2 separate regions of the Rattus norvegicus genome follow, and region 2 is linked to region 1. A link is a contact called in public HiChIP or PLAC-seq data. All regions are on one chromosome and are shown on one strand. The core of a region is the stretch at or near the end of the contact, and the rest is flanking DNA. Distances in the headings are between cores, read along the strand shown. Region 1 holds the start of Ube2k (ubiquitin-conjugating enzyme E2K). Region 2 holds the start of Lias (lipoic acid synthetase).

What was found. HiChIP or PLAC-seq counts read pairs in DNA pulled down with a chosen protein or histone mark.
Region 2: an H3K27ac HiChIP or PLAC-seq map of oligodendrocytes shows a contact between it and region 1, with 2.7 times the contacts expected there. The contact joins the promoter of Lias here to the promoter of Ube2k in region 1.

The regions. Positions count from the first base shown.
Region 1 is chr14:43,068,260-43,075,856 of GRCr8, reverse strand. Ube2k (ubiquitin-conjugating enzyme E2K) reads left to right here and starts at 3,643. Exons shown (of 7, transcript NM_001106006.1): 1 at 3,643-3,917. The coding sequence starts at 3,855.
Region 2 is chr14:43,244,432-43,252,028 of GRCr8, reverse strand. It overlaps Lias (lipoic acid synthetase), which reads left to right and starts at 4,606. Exons shown (of 10, transcript NM_001012037.1): 1 at 4,606-4,713; 2 at 5,161-5,330; 3 at 6,774-6,867. The coding sequence starts at 4,669. All of the region lies in intron 1 of Rplp2l3 (ribosomal protein lateral stalk subunit P2 like 3), which reads left to right. Rpl9 (ribosomal protein L9) reads right to left here and starts at 4,439. Exons shown (of 8, transcript NM_001007598.3): 1 at 4,417-4,439; 2 at 3,961-4,007; 3 at 3,758-3,873; 4 at 3,237-3,332; 5 at 2,330-2,462; 6 at 1,935-2,015; 7 at 1,445-1,559; 8 at 1,245-1,323. The coding sequence starts at 4,006. The coding sequence ends at 1,453.

The sequences.
Region 1 (7,597 bases), core at 2,394-4,893:
ATTCATGTTTTGAAGACTCAACTAGGGGATCTAATCATTGAGTGGTAGTTGGATCATGAGGGCTCTGATTTAATCAATATATTGACCCAATGATGGGTTCATAATTTCATGGCATTATGGATGAGTTGATAGAAACTTTTGAAGGTGCTGCTAGAGGAAGTAGTTTACCAGATCTAGGGGCTGGTGAGATGGTACAGTGGGTAAAGTTGCTTGTGGCTGTAGTAAATATGAGTCTTTTTCCTATTCAATACTATAAAAATCTAAGTTTACAACAAGGAATTTGAGTGTTTTTTCCCCTCTCCAACCTTGTAAGTTTTTATGCAAATGTTGCAATCCTTCCTCTGTTTGCACAAAGGTACTTGCACACTTGATGGCCTAGGGTAGTGACCCCTTTCCTTCACTTCCTTTGCACCAATTCCTTTCATACTAATTAATACTGTGAGGTGACCCCAGCCAGCCAATGAGGAAAAGACACAGGCACTACCAAATGCACTTCCTATCTCACTGTGTTCATGCTTCTGAGTATATCTTGTTGATCAAGGGGAAGGTTTGCCTTTTTCAGACTCCTCAGTTTAAATAGAGGGCTCTTTTTTTTCTTTCAACCCTGAATTTATTTCTAACACTGCCAAGCCTGATGACCTGAATTTGATCCTTTGACTCATATGGTAAAAAGTAGAGAATTGACTCCCTAATTCTTTCTTTTGGAATAATTAAAAAAAATCTTTTGAGTGAAGAACTTGCTATTATTGGGGTCACCTTCTGGGGTCTGCCTTTACTCCTAGAACCTGAAAGGCAGAGACAGGTGAATCTCTTGAGTTCAGCCTGGTCTACAGAGTGAGTTTCAGGGCAGCCAAGGCTACACAGAAAAACCCTGTCTCAAAAAGCAAAAAAAGAAAAAAAGAAAAAAAGAAACAAAACAAAACAAAAACCACCCCCAAACCCAAACTAAAACCAACCAACCAAACAAACAAGAGGTGTGTGTTTAATGTCGCCAGTATTCAGGAGGCAGAGGCAGGTGAATCTTTTCTGAGGCCAGCCTGGCCTACCATGAGCTCTGGGCCTGCCAAAGCTACATTGAGACCCTGTCTCAAAAACAAAAAGAAAAGAAAAACCCCAGGGCAGGCAAGCTCTAGATTTCAGCACCTATCAGGAGATAAGGGGGCAGGGAGCCATTTAAGGTGACATGGAGGTCAGACACATGGAGAACAAGCAGCCATCTGTGGCAAGCCTTACAGAAAGAGTGAGGAGGCCCAAAGTATTGGGAGAAAGAGAACGTGTATCAAGGAAAAGCAATGCATTAAGCAAATGGAAAGAAGAAAAGTCATATTTGGACAGTCGGCAGACTTACAAGCAGAGCTGCCACTCAGCTCCTAAGATACTGCACAAGGGGTGGAGATTCTGGGATGGAAAAGTACAGTATCTCATTAAAGAACTAATTATTCCACCTATCTCTCTAGTATGGCTTAAGGTGGTCCCTTTGCCAGTTACTGAACCAGCCCAGCTGGAATGTCAGGTCTCCAACCCAGACTACAGATTCCATTCTCTTGACCAGAAGTTTTTCTCTAGGCTACCTCAAACTTGCCAAGAAGCTGGGGTTAAGGGAGTAAGTCAGTTTAGAATTATGATTTACAGATAAGCTGCAAAGATAGCAGAGATTTAAATACACTCTTTACTCACCTTCTTTAATGTGAAGGTTGAAAATTATGGGGCTTTGCCAAGACCAAGACATTAACATTGTTACAGCACTACTCAGGAAACTATTCAGACATCACTAGTTACATTCTCTGGTTCCCTAGAATGTTAATAGAATGAATTTGAAAAGTGGCATTGTAGTTAAATAATTACTTGCATTAAAAAAATTCACAAACTTTGGTCTGGTGTGGAGGAGTCTGTCTGTAGACTGAGCACTGGGGAAGCTGAGTCAGACAAGGTTTCAGTTTGTGGTCAGCCTAGGTTGTATGTACACATAAACACACACACCCATTCAACTTGGCTGAACTATAGGGCAGTCATAGTTCACATACTTGGCTCGCACAGGCCCTGGGTTCAAGCTTCAGCACAGAAAAGAATCCTTTCTTTCAAAGAAATCACCGGACCTTTATAACTAGTAGCCCCTGTCTGAGTGTCGTTGTTTCTTGAGGTTGGACAGAGTGGGATAGAAAGTGTTTTAGGTTGTATTGGCATAGATACCTACAACATTTCTAGATTTATATCATAGCAAAAATCCTTTGTAGTGTTCAGTTGTTCAGTATATAGTTGACGGTCCTTATAACCACTAGAGGGCTCTGCTATAAGATCTTTTATAATTTATGTCTGTCTACTCAGGGAAAGGCTTTGAGATGTTTCAGAATTTTGAACTCTTAAGTTTAAACAACCTCCTCATTTCACAGACGAGGGAACCGCAGCTGGCAACGGATATAGGAGAGAAGTGGGAGCACTCTTAGACTGGTTTCTCTCGAACTCATGATCCTCCTGCTTCTGTCTCCCAATCTAGGATTACAAGCCTATACCACTACATTCAGCTCGTATTAGTCTTATGATGGAATACTGAACTGATTGATTAGGTGAATACATGAAACATACTCCTAAAATAATACCTTCATTATTTCACAATGTTATTTTCAAAAGTATTCCTCAGCATCTACATTCCGTTATTTGTTTTAAACTCTACTAACCACTTTCAAATAGCCTCTCAACGTTGTTGCTCAATTAAAACATTTTACTCGGTCATCTTTTCTCCACTCAATTATATTCACTCACTGCTTATTGACATCTACGAGCGCCAAAAACCTTTGTAGGTCTAAAGTTCTTTCGGCCTTCTATTTCTCCAACTGTCACTATAAATTATACAGACTTTCACATGCTTAATTCAGCCATTCTCACAGCGTGGTCGCTGAAAAACAGGCAGCAGGGAGTTTGCTCGCAATGCAAATTCTTAGCCCCATCCAGACTCTAGGGATAGGTCCTAGTAATCTAACCAGCTCTCCAGGGATTCCGAGGTGCGTTCAAGTTTGAAAAACATGTTAGTTCTACAGCTCAGCATTGACTATCTAAACAGGTCAAAGATTTAACTTCTGGCTTTTAAACTCATCACAGGCCTGTCCCCGGCAACACCTGTATCAATTACAACCCGTGGGACGCAACCATTACACAACCTTAAAAATCTGTAATACCTGAGATGACCGAATAATAGTTGCGTTATCATGGTTCCAGAACAAAAGCTACGGCAGTGGATATCCCGGGGGTTTACCAACGGACGCTGGGCAGGACCCAGTTCCTGCATAGTTTTTTCCTCCGCTAGACACAGGGAGGCACCTCTAGCCCGTGGGTTCTGGGTCTGGCCGAGTTAGAGCGAGGCTCAGCCCGGCTGGGGCCCCGGGAACCCGCCAGGCGGGGCTCCCACCTCGGGTCCGTGGCTAGGGACTGGAGGCCTCACCGTAAAGGGGGCCGAGGGGCAGGGGAGGACCCCGCAGGCCCAAACCCCGCGGACCGGCACAGAAACCGCACCCTCCTGGCCCCAGCCGCCGGCAGGGCGGAGCCACGCGGCCGAAGCCCCGGCTGAGACGCGCGGCGCGGGCTCGCTGCTGAGACGTATGGGGCTACCACTGGAGCGGCTGCGCCGCCCGCCCGGGTCAGCGTGGTGCGCATGCGCGGACCCGGCGCCATTTTGGTGGCCGGGCGCGGAGGTGATTCTACACTGAGGGGGAACGCGACGGCAAGGGTGGCAGTGGCAGCGTTCGTGTGCTCGGGTCTGAATCACTGAGGGAGGAGGCGGTGGAGGAAGAGGTGGCAGCGGTGGCGGTGGTCGTAGCGGTGGCGGAGGAGGCGGGTACGAATCAGCTGCGGGCAGAGACATGGCCAACATCGCGGTGCAGCGAATCAAGCGGGAGTTCAAGGAGGTGCTGAAGAGCGAGGAGGTCAGGAATGAGCTACCGGACACCCCCATCTCAGCCCAGGGCGGCAGGGCCCTTCCTTCCGCGACCCCGGCGGTCCCAGCCGGCCTCGCTGCGGCCGCCTTTCTGCCTATGGGGAAGCGGCGGTCTCCCCTCCTCCTCCCGCCGCCTTTCCCTCCCCTCCCCGGGCCCTGGGATAGGCGGTCTCGCGGGCGGCCGGCCGGCCTGGGGAGGAACAGGGTTTGGGGGGCAGATGCCGAAGCACTCGTCCCGGGCACGTGAGCTCTAGAGAGAGCCCCGAGGCGGCGGCAACAACATCTGGAAGTGTGACTGTACGGTGGGGAAGGAACAGGCCGAGAAAACCCGGGAAGTGGGTTGGGGGAAGGGGAAAGGTAGTAACTAGATCCCCGGCAGCAGCGCACCTCACAGGCCCACGCTTTCAGGGGTACTGGGGATATTGCCTGCCAGGCCTTTGCTGTCTTTTCCTTGGGGAAGGAGCCTTCACAGTCTTTAGGTATAGACGAGAAGACTTTCAGTTGCTCCCTTACGGTACAGTGCTGGGGGATCTATGGAGACATAATGGGCATTCTTGAATTGGGAAGGGGTGTTGAAACAATTTTCACTATAGATAAAAAAATAATTCCAAATTAGATAGTCATCTCTTTTCTACGTACCCAGCCAGTAAGTAACTAGGCCTCCTCACTGATATTTAAAGCTTTTTGTCTAGTCAAAGGCAAGTTGTTTGTTAATTAAATGATTTGAAATAGGAAGAATAATGGGAGTGTGTGAGTAGCTTATTTCAAAATACTGTTCACCCGTATCAGAGAGGCTCTCCTAGGGTAATGCCTCTGTGACTAGTGTTGTACTGTGAAACTTCATTATGATGTCCCTCATAGTTAACTTGAGTCTTACTTTTAAAAAGAGGCCTATTAAAACCAAGGGATTTCATCAGATACACATTGTTGTAGCTCATTATTGAGTTAGGTTTATTTTTCTGTCACAAAATATATCAGGAAATAGCATATTTAAAAAATAAAACTCTGACTGCCTGTAAGTCCTGCAAATTTTAAGCATATTAATGCTTACCAGATTTATTTATGTGAAATATTGAAAGTAATAATTTTACTCTGCTATAAAAGTGCTAAATCGACAAAAATGCCAGTTTTTCTATGATTGAACTTAACAATTCTGAAAGTAATTATTTTTTTCAAGGTTCACAGTTTTCCTATTATGCTTGCTTGGTACTCTGATAATGTCATTAATGATTTTTAAAATTCGTCATTTTAAGCATATGAGAAATTGTTAGAAATCTTGTAGCTCTCCAGCTTTATTGTGCCCCCAAGCTTGCAGACAATTATCCATCGTTCCAAGTAGACATGAAGAAAGTCACTTAAAATTGAAGTGACAATGTTAGCAGCGTTAGTGAGCATACTAAGAAATACGTAGGGATCTGTCTTACGTAGCATGAACTCTGACCTCTGTATTCATTTGCCAAAACTCTGAATGGAAGGATGACTTTGTATTTTTGTGAAACAATGCAGAAACAATATGAATGACAGTATTCACATTTTTAATGGTGATTTATTTAAACTTTTTCTTTAATAAGCAAACTTAGTTTGGGGTCGTTGTATATTCTTATGTTGTTAACAACCTACAACATGTATTCTATAATAAGGTTGTATGGGTCTTTAGACCTCTCATGCTTTCTTTTATCTAAAAGTGTCAAGTTACTGCCCTGAAAATTGATATACCCTCTTTGCTTTGTGTGGTCTGACTTTTCACCATGGCATTTGGTGTTTAAGTTGAAGATTATCGGCATTTGTATGACTCTAGTAGTACATATTATTACTATTCTACTATTTAACTGATGGGCTGAGTGGCCAGCTCCATTTACTGTTCTACTATTTAATTGATGGCTGAGGAGCCTGATGACCGAGTTCAGATTCAGACCCACATGCTAGAAGGTTTCTCTTTGACCTCTACACCCAAGTGTGCAAATCGGATAAAAGCTCCTCCTCTGGTTAAAAACATTGTCAATGGTTCTCAGGAAGGAAATAGGAAATATGAGTTCAAGAATGGTGCCTTAAAAACCTAGCAGGGAATTCAGTTCAAGGAAGTAAGTTGCAAAGAATATTTTGGAAAAGATCAGATAAAATTTAATATTGTAAAAAACCACAGCCAACAGTTAGCTTTATCCTCACCAGTATTTTATTTCATTTCCCTAGATAGGTTGTGTTGATTTCACCTGAGTGAAGAACCCATAGTGCAGTCTACATATTTCCCTTTTAAGTGCGTAAATATGAGCTTTTTTTTTTTTTTTTTCGGAGCTGGGGACCGAACCCAGGGCCTTGCGCTCGCTAGGCAAGCGCTCTACCGCTGAGCTAAATCCCCAACCCTAAATATGAGCTTTTGAGTAGTTGGTCAAGTCATTAATTCACCGTGTCATACAGGTTTAATTCATTTGGTAGTGTTTTGGTGGGTCTTACAACTTGATTTCCTTTTTGCCTGTTTTAAGTGCCTTTGTAAAGATAACTGACCTGTCAGAGCACACTTTGATCCCAGCACGGGAGAAGCAGAGGCAGGCAGATCTCTGAGTTCCATTTAGTGTGGCCAGGGATACATAGATCATGCCTCAAAAGCCAGAAATAGATGGGTGGTGGGTGCACCCCTTTAGGAGGAAGAGTCAGGGTTCCTCTGGTACACAGGGGGAGTTTCAGGATGACTGGGGTTGTTAACACAAACCCTGTCTGAAAGCGAAAGAGGTTTTTGTTTTTTTTTAAAGATTTATTTATTATATATAGGTACACTGTAGCTGTCTTCAGACACACCAGAAGAGGACACTAGATCTCATTACAGATGGTTGTGAACCACCATGTGGTTGTTGGACATTGAACTCAGGACCTCTGGAAGAACAGTCAGTGCTCTTAACCATTGAGCCATCTCTCTAGCCCGGCTAGGCATACTTTTAATTATTAAAATTGAGCCTACATTTTTATTACTTGTAATATTTTGTACTACTTGTTAAAGCATTTAAGCACAAGTTAATGTTAGTATAATCTCATTGCATGGCACTTATAAATATTTACTTGAACTTCAACATAAAGTATTTTTATATTTGAAGTTCAGTGATATAAATTAAATCAGTGTATATCATATGATTTATATTTATGCTCAGGATACCTATTATGATTTTACAATGATTTCTTATAGTTTTCTGAGAACTTGTAATATTCTCTAATAGAATTTTTTTCCAGTTATGTAAGCTTCTGTTTTGTGAGGATTACTTAGTGTGCTTATGGGGTTCTGAAGTGGATTAGATATAGCAGACTTACATACTGGTTTAAAAACAAACGTGTGTACAAGTGATTGTTGGATTGAATTTCTTTTTTTCTACTAAATTACTAAATTTTCTACTCTCCTTACTAAATTAAGTATTTCTTATTTACATTTCAATTGTAATTCCCTTTCTCAGTTTCCAGGTCAACATCCCCCTAACCCTTCCTCCTCCCCTTCTATATGGGTGTTCCCATCCCCATCCTCCTTCCATTACCGCCCTCCCCACAACAATCCCGTTCACTGGGGGTTCAGTCTTGGCAAGACTAAGGGCTTCCCCTTCCACTGGTGCCCTTACTAGGCTATTCATTGCTACCTATGCAGTTGGAGTCCAGGGTCAGTCCATGTATAGTCTTTGGGTAGTGGCTTAG
Region 2 (7,597 bases), core at 3,357-5,856, 180 kb before region 1:
TTGTGTCTATCTTAACCTTCAGTGCTATACCAAATGACCTGGTTAAAGCTATTTATACTGATCATTGGAGGTCAACAGATTTTGGCAATTTTCTTGTCACCTAAACTGGCCAAATACATAGCTGACACTAGTTCTTCCTTAAACCCCTGCAAGGATAGGACTACAGACAGGATAAGTCACATCTAGTAGCTGGAACCCTGTTAATCCTAGGCAAGCACTGTTAACTCAATCTAGCCCTTCAAGACAGGGTCATAGCCTTGAATGGCCACAAAGCATCTTTTTTTTTTTTTTTGGTTCTTTTTTTCGGAGCTGGGGACCGAACCCAGGGCCTTGCGCTTCCTAGGCAAGCGCTCTACCACTGAGCTAAATCCCCAACCCCCACAAAGCATCTTAAAATTACCAGAAATTGAGTAGCAAATGCTCTCCATCAGTCCAGACATTCTAGTTTTGGTTGTTCTAAGGCAAAGCTGTGGATGGTGGACACTACAGCGCTACTCTTGCATCTTGCAGAGTTTAGCTCTCAGCACTCACAACTCCAAGCGGTGACAATTCTGGCTCCAGGGAAACACTTGGAAATATATTCAGACATAGGCAGACTCGGCACTGCCTGTTCCCCAGCACTGATGAAGACATGCTGCCCTGCCTCAAATGCAAGGCAAAAGGGCAACAGACACCAATTGCACTTATAAAGGACACCGGTTTCCAAGCTATCAAGGGCTGTGTTGTGGTACTTGCCTACAATCCAAGCATTGAATAGGCAGAGATAAGGTGAAGTCTGAGGCCATCATAGGAGACCGCCTTCTCCAAGAAGTTACAGGTCTAGAACTAATCGAATATGCCTAGCATTCAGTTTTGGGTGACAGGTCACTCGCCCAGTTGGATGGGGAAGTAATTCACACAAGCATCAAGTCTGTTACAACCCTCTTGCTTCAACCCCCATCACCTCCGTGCTAGAATTACAACTCTACAAAGATAAACTCCAAAGAGAAACCACCACGACCTCTATTTTCCAGCTCTTACTGAGACAGCCCTGCCCACCCAACACTCAATGTTATGCCTGGGTGAAGTCAAACAGCTCTAGGTCCTTCCTCAAGAGCTATCCTCACTCAGCATTCACTAGGAAGGTTGCCTGTCATTGCTACTTTAGGCCACTTGTTTCCATGAAGAAAAAACCCAAAACAGAAAACATTGTGTTGCTTCAGTATCAGTTGACCCATTAAGTAGTAAGATCAAGGACACACAAATCAATATATAAGTCTTTTATTGTTTCCACAGAGCCCAAACTGTACTTGTTATCAGGATCTTGTTTCTGAAGCTAGGAAACTGTAAAAAAAAAAACCAAATATACAAAATACTTTTGTCAATATTCCTGTCCAGAAAGTTCTGTAATCATTTTCATAGCATACTACATTCATCTGAAACAGTCATAGACATGGGTGCCCACCTGAGGTCTCATTCGTCAGGCTGCTGGACGGTTCCCTTCTCAGAAACATAGATGCCATCCAAAAACTTCCTGATATCCTTGTTTTTAACTGTTGTGGCTTGCTGAATCAGAGCCGCTACACAGGAAGAAGTACACAGCCATTATTTCACTACCAAATTCATCTCAAACAAGGCCAAGTAACTGGAACTCAATCCCTGGAGCCTACACAGTGGAAGGAAGAAGGAGGGACTCCTTCATGGCCCTTGGATCTCAACTGAGCACAGTGGCACACACCCCAATAAACAAAGCCAGCCATGTGCCACCCATTTTGAACTTGAAACACAAACATATAACCATTTCCTATTCATGATACAAAGCACAGTATAAATTGCATACACAACAGATTCACAATGATTTTTTCTTATTTCTCAGAAGTTTTAAAACAGAAATCAGACACAAATTCAGCCTCAAGGCTCAGATAAAATATTATAACAGACATTAATATACACACCTGAATTTGAAACAAGTTCAATATCATTTCCTTCAAGGATTAACTCATCCTTCTGGGCTTGAGAGACAGAACAAGCAACACCTGAAAGAGGTGTATTCAATAGCGTTAACAAGAGAACTCTAAAAATTACAAGAAACAAATCAAGTTCTTTAAGATTCAGAATTGGACTTCTGAACACACTGTTATCACAGATGACAAATGTGACTCCCAGACCCCACAAAAACTGCTGGATCTTACAACTATTTCAACATACTCCCTCTTCAGGAAAAGTTCAAGTGATCAGAACTATGAAGTGCTGAAATACCTTCACCACATCAAACACAACCATTCTATCCAAGACCCAAGGACAACGAACTGTAATAACTTCCCCGTCATCTCCGAAGGTGCACACATACCTGTCCTCATCCGAACCCTCCGGATGTATTTTTCACCCAAGAAATTTCGGATTTCAACCAGAGACCCATTCTCCTGAATAACGACGTTGATAGGGAAGTGAGCATACACAGACCTCATCTTGTAACGGAAGCCCTGGATCAAATAAGCAAGCTGTGAGCAATCTTGAACAAACTCAGTTTTCAGTTCAGGCTGGCCTAGATTCTGAAATTCCTCTTCAGCTTATTAAAGCTCCTGGGGGAAGCTTTGCTTTACCGTCTCCTCAAGAGCACAAAGGGTTTGGGGATTTAGCTCAGTGGTAGAGCGCTTGCCTAGGAAGCGCAAGGCCCTGGGTTCGGTCCCCAGCTCCGAAAAAAAAAAGAACCAAAAAAAAAAAAAAAAAAAAAAAAAAAGAGCACAAGAGCCTCACTTTTGGCATTAGGATATGGTGGAGTTACCATAGACACTACCAGATAATAAAGGACTTCAGACTATTAGGCTAAATAAAAGTCCAAGTTCTTCACGGGAACAGGGAGCAACAGGGAAGCATGATCAATCAGGCACACAAGAGACTTAAAAAACAAGGTGTATTTATGAAACAAACCTCTGCAGCACTAACTGTATTTTGGGAGAAAAGATTTGGAACAGTGACTTCAGATATGCACAAGTCAGACCTTTTCTATCCATTAGTCCCACACACCAACCAGTAATTCTTATCTCCACTATAACATACCTACCAAAAAAACCCTGAAACTGAAGTGTAGGAGCCTGCCCAGCAAATTCTTAGGTTTGATCTGTGGTACACCCCACTCTCCAAAACCTGGGTGTAGTTCGTAAGAGTGTATCCTGCCCCTACACATTTATATTCACAAAACACATCCAAGAAACCTCTTCCAAAGGGTTAAAAAGCATTGTGGGGGGCCGGCTTACCAGTGTCACACCCTTGATCATGTTCTGAACATGACTGCAGATGGTTCTGACAGTGGCCAGTTCCTTCCTGTTACCCCACCACTTGTCAACACGGAGCTGTAACAGAACAAAACTTTAGAATTAAAACAGCATTTCTACCTGGTGCATACAAGAGCATTCAAAAGACACAAATGCACTGTATGTCACAGTGTCACTTGCTCAGGACACAAGAGGGACGGTATACCTCACCCCTAAACCCTGAGAACACAACCAAGTTCACTCAGAGAAGAACTGAGTCTGAAAAGCCACTCAGCCACATGTGGGGAACATCTGTTACCCGGCTTCCCAGCATTGGATTTGACTTTATAATTTCACTGAAGCTAAATCCTAATTTCAAGCACCCAATCGGTATTGTTCAAAGTCACCCCTCTGCCTCCCCCCAGTGCTGGGATTAAAGATGTGTGCCACCTCGCCCGGCCAAAGGCACCAAGCCTCATGCTGTTACAAACACCTGAAGTATCAGAAGATACTGAAGTTCTTACCCTTTTCTTTTTCTTTCCAAGAAGACTCAGCTCTACATTGATGTGATTGAAGTCCCTCCTCAGAGTTCCTCTGGGGCCCTTCACAATGACTGTGCGCCCCTTCAGAGTGATGTCGACTAGAAGAGAAGATGAACTCGTGAGACCCCAGGCAAGGGACTAGAGCATGCAAGAAATATGTCAGAGCAAAGCGTGAAGCCACCTACCATTTTCTGGAATGTCGACAGTCTGATTGCTGAGAATGGTCTTCATTCTGAAACACAAACACCCGGGTAAGAAGGCTGGAGCAGGGAACGTTCTACACCAGACACCGAGCACAGTTCCGCTCCAAACGGAAATCGCCAGCTAGGAAGACAAGCAAGCCGGCAAGACACGAGTGGGTCCGTGACAAGGAGTGGCCTGGGGGTGCATGGGTCGGGAATGAGCGGGCACCAGAGAAGTGTTAGGAAGTCCGGGACGGCGAGCCATGGCGGAATGGCTGCGGCCGGGGTGGGACTGAAAGCCCGAACGCAACTTCTAGCTCGCGCCACCAAATCCAAAGGGCGTATGTCGTGCAGGGGGACAGTCGGGACAAAGATTCGGGGCATCGGGTCCATGCCGCTGGGGTCCCCAAGAGAGGATGGGTTTAGATTCCAAAGGAACGCAGGCCCTAACCTCCTCACCTCGCAGTAGATGGGGCAAAGAGAGAACGTCCTTCGTCATCACGTTCTTGTAATCCGTCAGGGCGCTGGCGTGTTGCGTCACGACCGAGCGACGGTTTAAGGCAAAACTACTCGATCACCGAGCTAGTCGAGTCGCGCAGGTTCGACGATCGCGTATTGCGTCATAAGTAAAGCGACGGACTTTGAGACCCGTCCTGTTCCGGGGGTGCTGGTTCCTCGGTCCCTTGACCCTCCTAAGATCTAAAAGAGGGGATGGCTTTACGCTGCTGGGATGCAGCTCGCAGCCTGGGGTCCCGGGTGAGCGACAGGAACGCCATTGCTTATCTCAAGTTCAAAACCAGGGAAATCGTTCCAGATATCTTTTTTAAAGCCGTGGCATATCTTAAGTATTGCAAACTTGTTAACATATTTTTAATACCCGTCTTAGGAATAGAAGACATGAAGATGTGGCATGTTAAGCCACTTCCTAAGGTTTTCTGATCTATATTTAGCAGTTATATTTGATCTGATCCCTACTTTTTCCCATTCGTCAGGGCTGAGTGTCCATCAGGGTCCCTGTAACCTAGGCTGGCTTGAAACTAAATTCTTAGATCAATTCTTAGAGTCCTCCTCACTCTGCCTCCTCTGAGTGCTAGATTACATGTTTGTGGCTTGCGGTTCTTCCACCCTGAGCCTTTTTCAGATTCTGATGAGTAGTTAAATCGTTTTACATAATTTCTGAATCAGTTCTTTGGCTTTCTGTAGATATTTGGAAGATATGCGTGCTCGGTTAGAGCATTAAGTTCTTTGCCAGATGAGAAAAAGAAATTTTTGCATAATGGGCCAGACCTTCAAGATTTTGTATCTGGTGATCTTGCAGACAAGAGTACCTGGGATGATTATAAAGGAAACTTAAAGCGCCAGAAAGGAGAAAGGTAATTGAATATGAGAGACCATTTTGATTTTGTGCACTGTTTTTAATCAAGCTTTGAATAGATTTTTCTGCACCCTTTGACCATTTTTCTTTGTCCTTCATAAAATGACCTGACCATTTTATACTGCCATATCCCATTTTATATCTAGCGTCTACTTGAGAAAGTATAGGTTTTCCTCTTGATAAACCTATTTATTTACCTTATTTATTTATTTGGGTTTTTGGAGATAGTTTCTCCATGAAACCCTAACCCAGGCTGGCCTCAAAACTGAGATCTACCTGCCTGAGATCCCAGGCGCTGGGATTAAAAGTGTATACCTCCACCCCCAGCTCTAATGTTCCTTTCCTGAGAAAGTTTACATATAGCCTATGGTTATTTAGTTGGTTTGGTTTTTGTTTGTTTGTTTGTTTTTGATGATGTACAGTTGCCTGCATACAGAAGGCTTTGGATGCCAGATTCATAACACACAATAAGCAAATAGTAACAGAAGCGTGGTGGGGATTTGGTGTACAGTGTTGTTTTCAAAAATACTTATCCAGGGGCTGGGGATTTAGCTCAGTGGTAGAGCGCTTACCTAGGAAGCGCAAGGCCCTGGGTTCGGTCCCCAGCTCCGGGGGGGGGGGGGGGAAGCTAAAAATACTTATCCAGGGGGCTGGAGAGATGGCTCAGTGGTTAAGAACATTGACTGCTCTTCCATAGGTCCCGAGTTCAATTCCCAGCAACCACATGGTGGCTCACAACCATTTGTAATGGGATCTGATGCCCTCTTCTGGTGTGTCTGAAGATAGATACAGTGTACTCATATATAAATAAAATGAATAAATAAAAAAATACTTCTCAAACAGCTTCTAGATCAGGGAAAACTAGGGATATAGCTTCCATTCCAAAGGTTAGACCTGTCTTTTTTGTTGGTTTTTTTCATTTCATGGCTTAAGTCAGAGTTTATATAGTCTGGGCTAGCCTTGAAATTACTATGTAGTTAGATTTGACCTTGAACTCCTGATTCTCCTACCTATTTGGATTAAATTGTAGCAACACAGATGTGAACCACTGAAATTAGCAAATTGTCTCCCTTATTAATGACTAGAGCCTAGAATGCAGGATAGATAGTGTGCACTTGGGTTCTTTCCTTATTCTGAGTTACTGTAGTAATTTGTAGTATTCACAGGGAAGAATATGCTAAAAGGCATATCCTTCCTTTAATTAGAACAGTATAGCAATGTACGTTTGAAGGTAGCTATAAGCATTGCACCCACTTCGACTCCATTATCAGTGTTTTCTAAAGCAGCTTAAACAGACCGAAATTTGAGTCTTTGTTCTTATTACTATAAAGGAAATGAGTTAGTTCAGAAATATGGAAAAGGCTATCCTGGGAATCTGCTAGAGCAAAGGTACATGCTTTCCACAGGTTGGTAATGGACCGTTCTCTCTGGCTTTCCCTAGGTTAAGACTACCTCCGTGGTTAAAGACAAAGATACCCATGGGTAAAAATTACAATAAGCTGAAAAATACGTTGCGGAATTTAAATCTCCACACAGTAAGAGTGTATTTCCTCTTTGTCTCACCCAGCATCTGTACTGTTTCCCCATATTTGTAAAGGGTTTTTTTTTTTTTGAGGGTTTTTTGTTTTGTTTTGTTTTGGGTTTTTTTTTTGTTTTTTTTGTTTGTTTTTGTTTTTGTTTTTTGAGATACAGTCTCATTAGGTGGCATAGGCTGGTCTGGAACTCACTGTATAGGCCTGTTTGTTCACAAACTTGTGATTCTCCTGCCTTACCTTCCCGGGTACTCAGATTATAAAATGGGTGGTGCCAGATGAGATGAGAAAGAATTGATTGATGAGTGTATAAAAGCAGCAAAGAGAGCAGATAAAGATGAAAAGTGAAGTGTTCTCAACAGTAATTAAAAGGTACATAGACGATTAGGGTGGGAGTGCATCCCAGTGTCGTCTCGTGTGTAAAAGCCAAGTCTAATTTTCCTACAAGACAAAAAAAGGTGATTAATTTCTTCTGAACTCTGTGGGAAGCATAGGCAGTCGTTTAGATAATCTGACTGTGGGCTGCAGAGATGGCTCAGTGGTTAAGAGCACTGACTGTTCTTCCAGAGAGCCTAGGTTTGATTCCTAGCACCCACATGGCAGCTCATAACCATCTCTAGTTATGGTATGAAATCAACTCTAGTTTCAGGGGATCTAACACTCACTCTCTTCTGGACTGTTTTGACGCAAGGCATGCATGTGGATCACAGGCATACATGCAGGCAAAAAAATC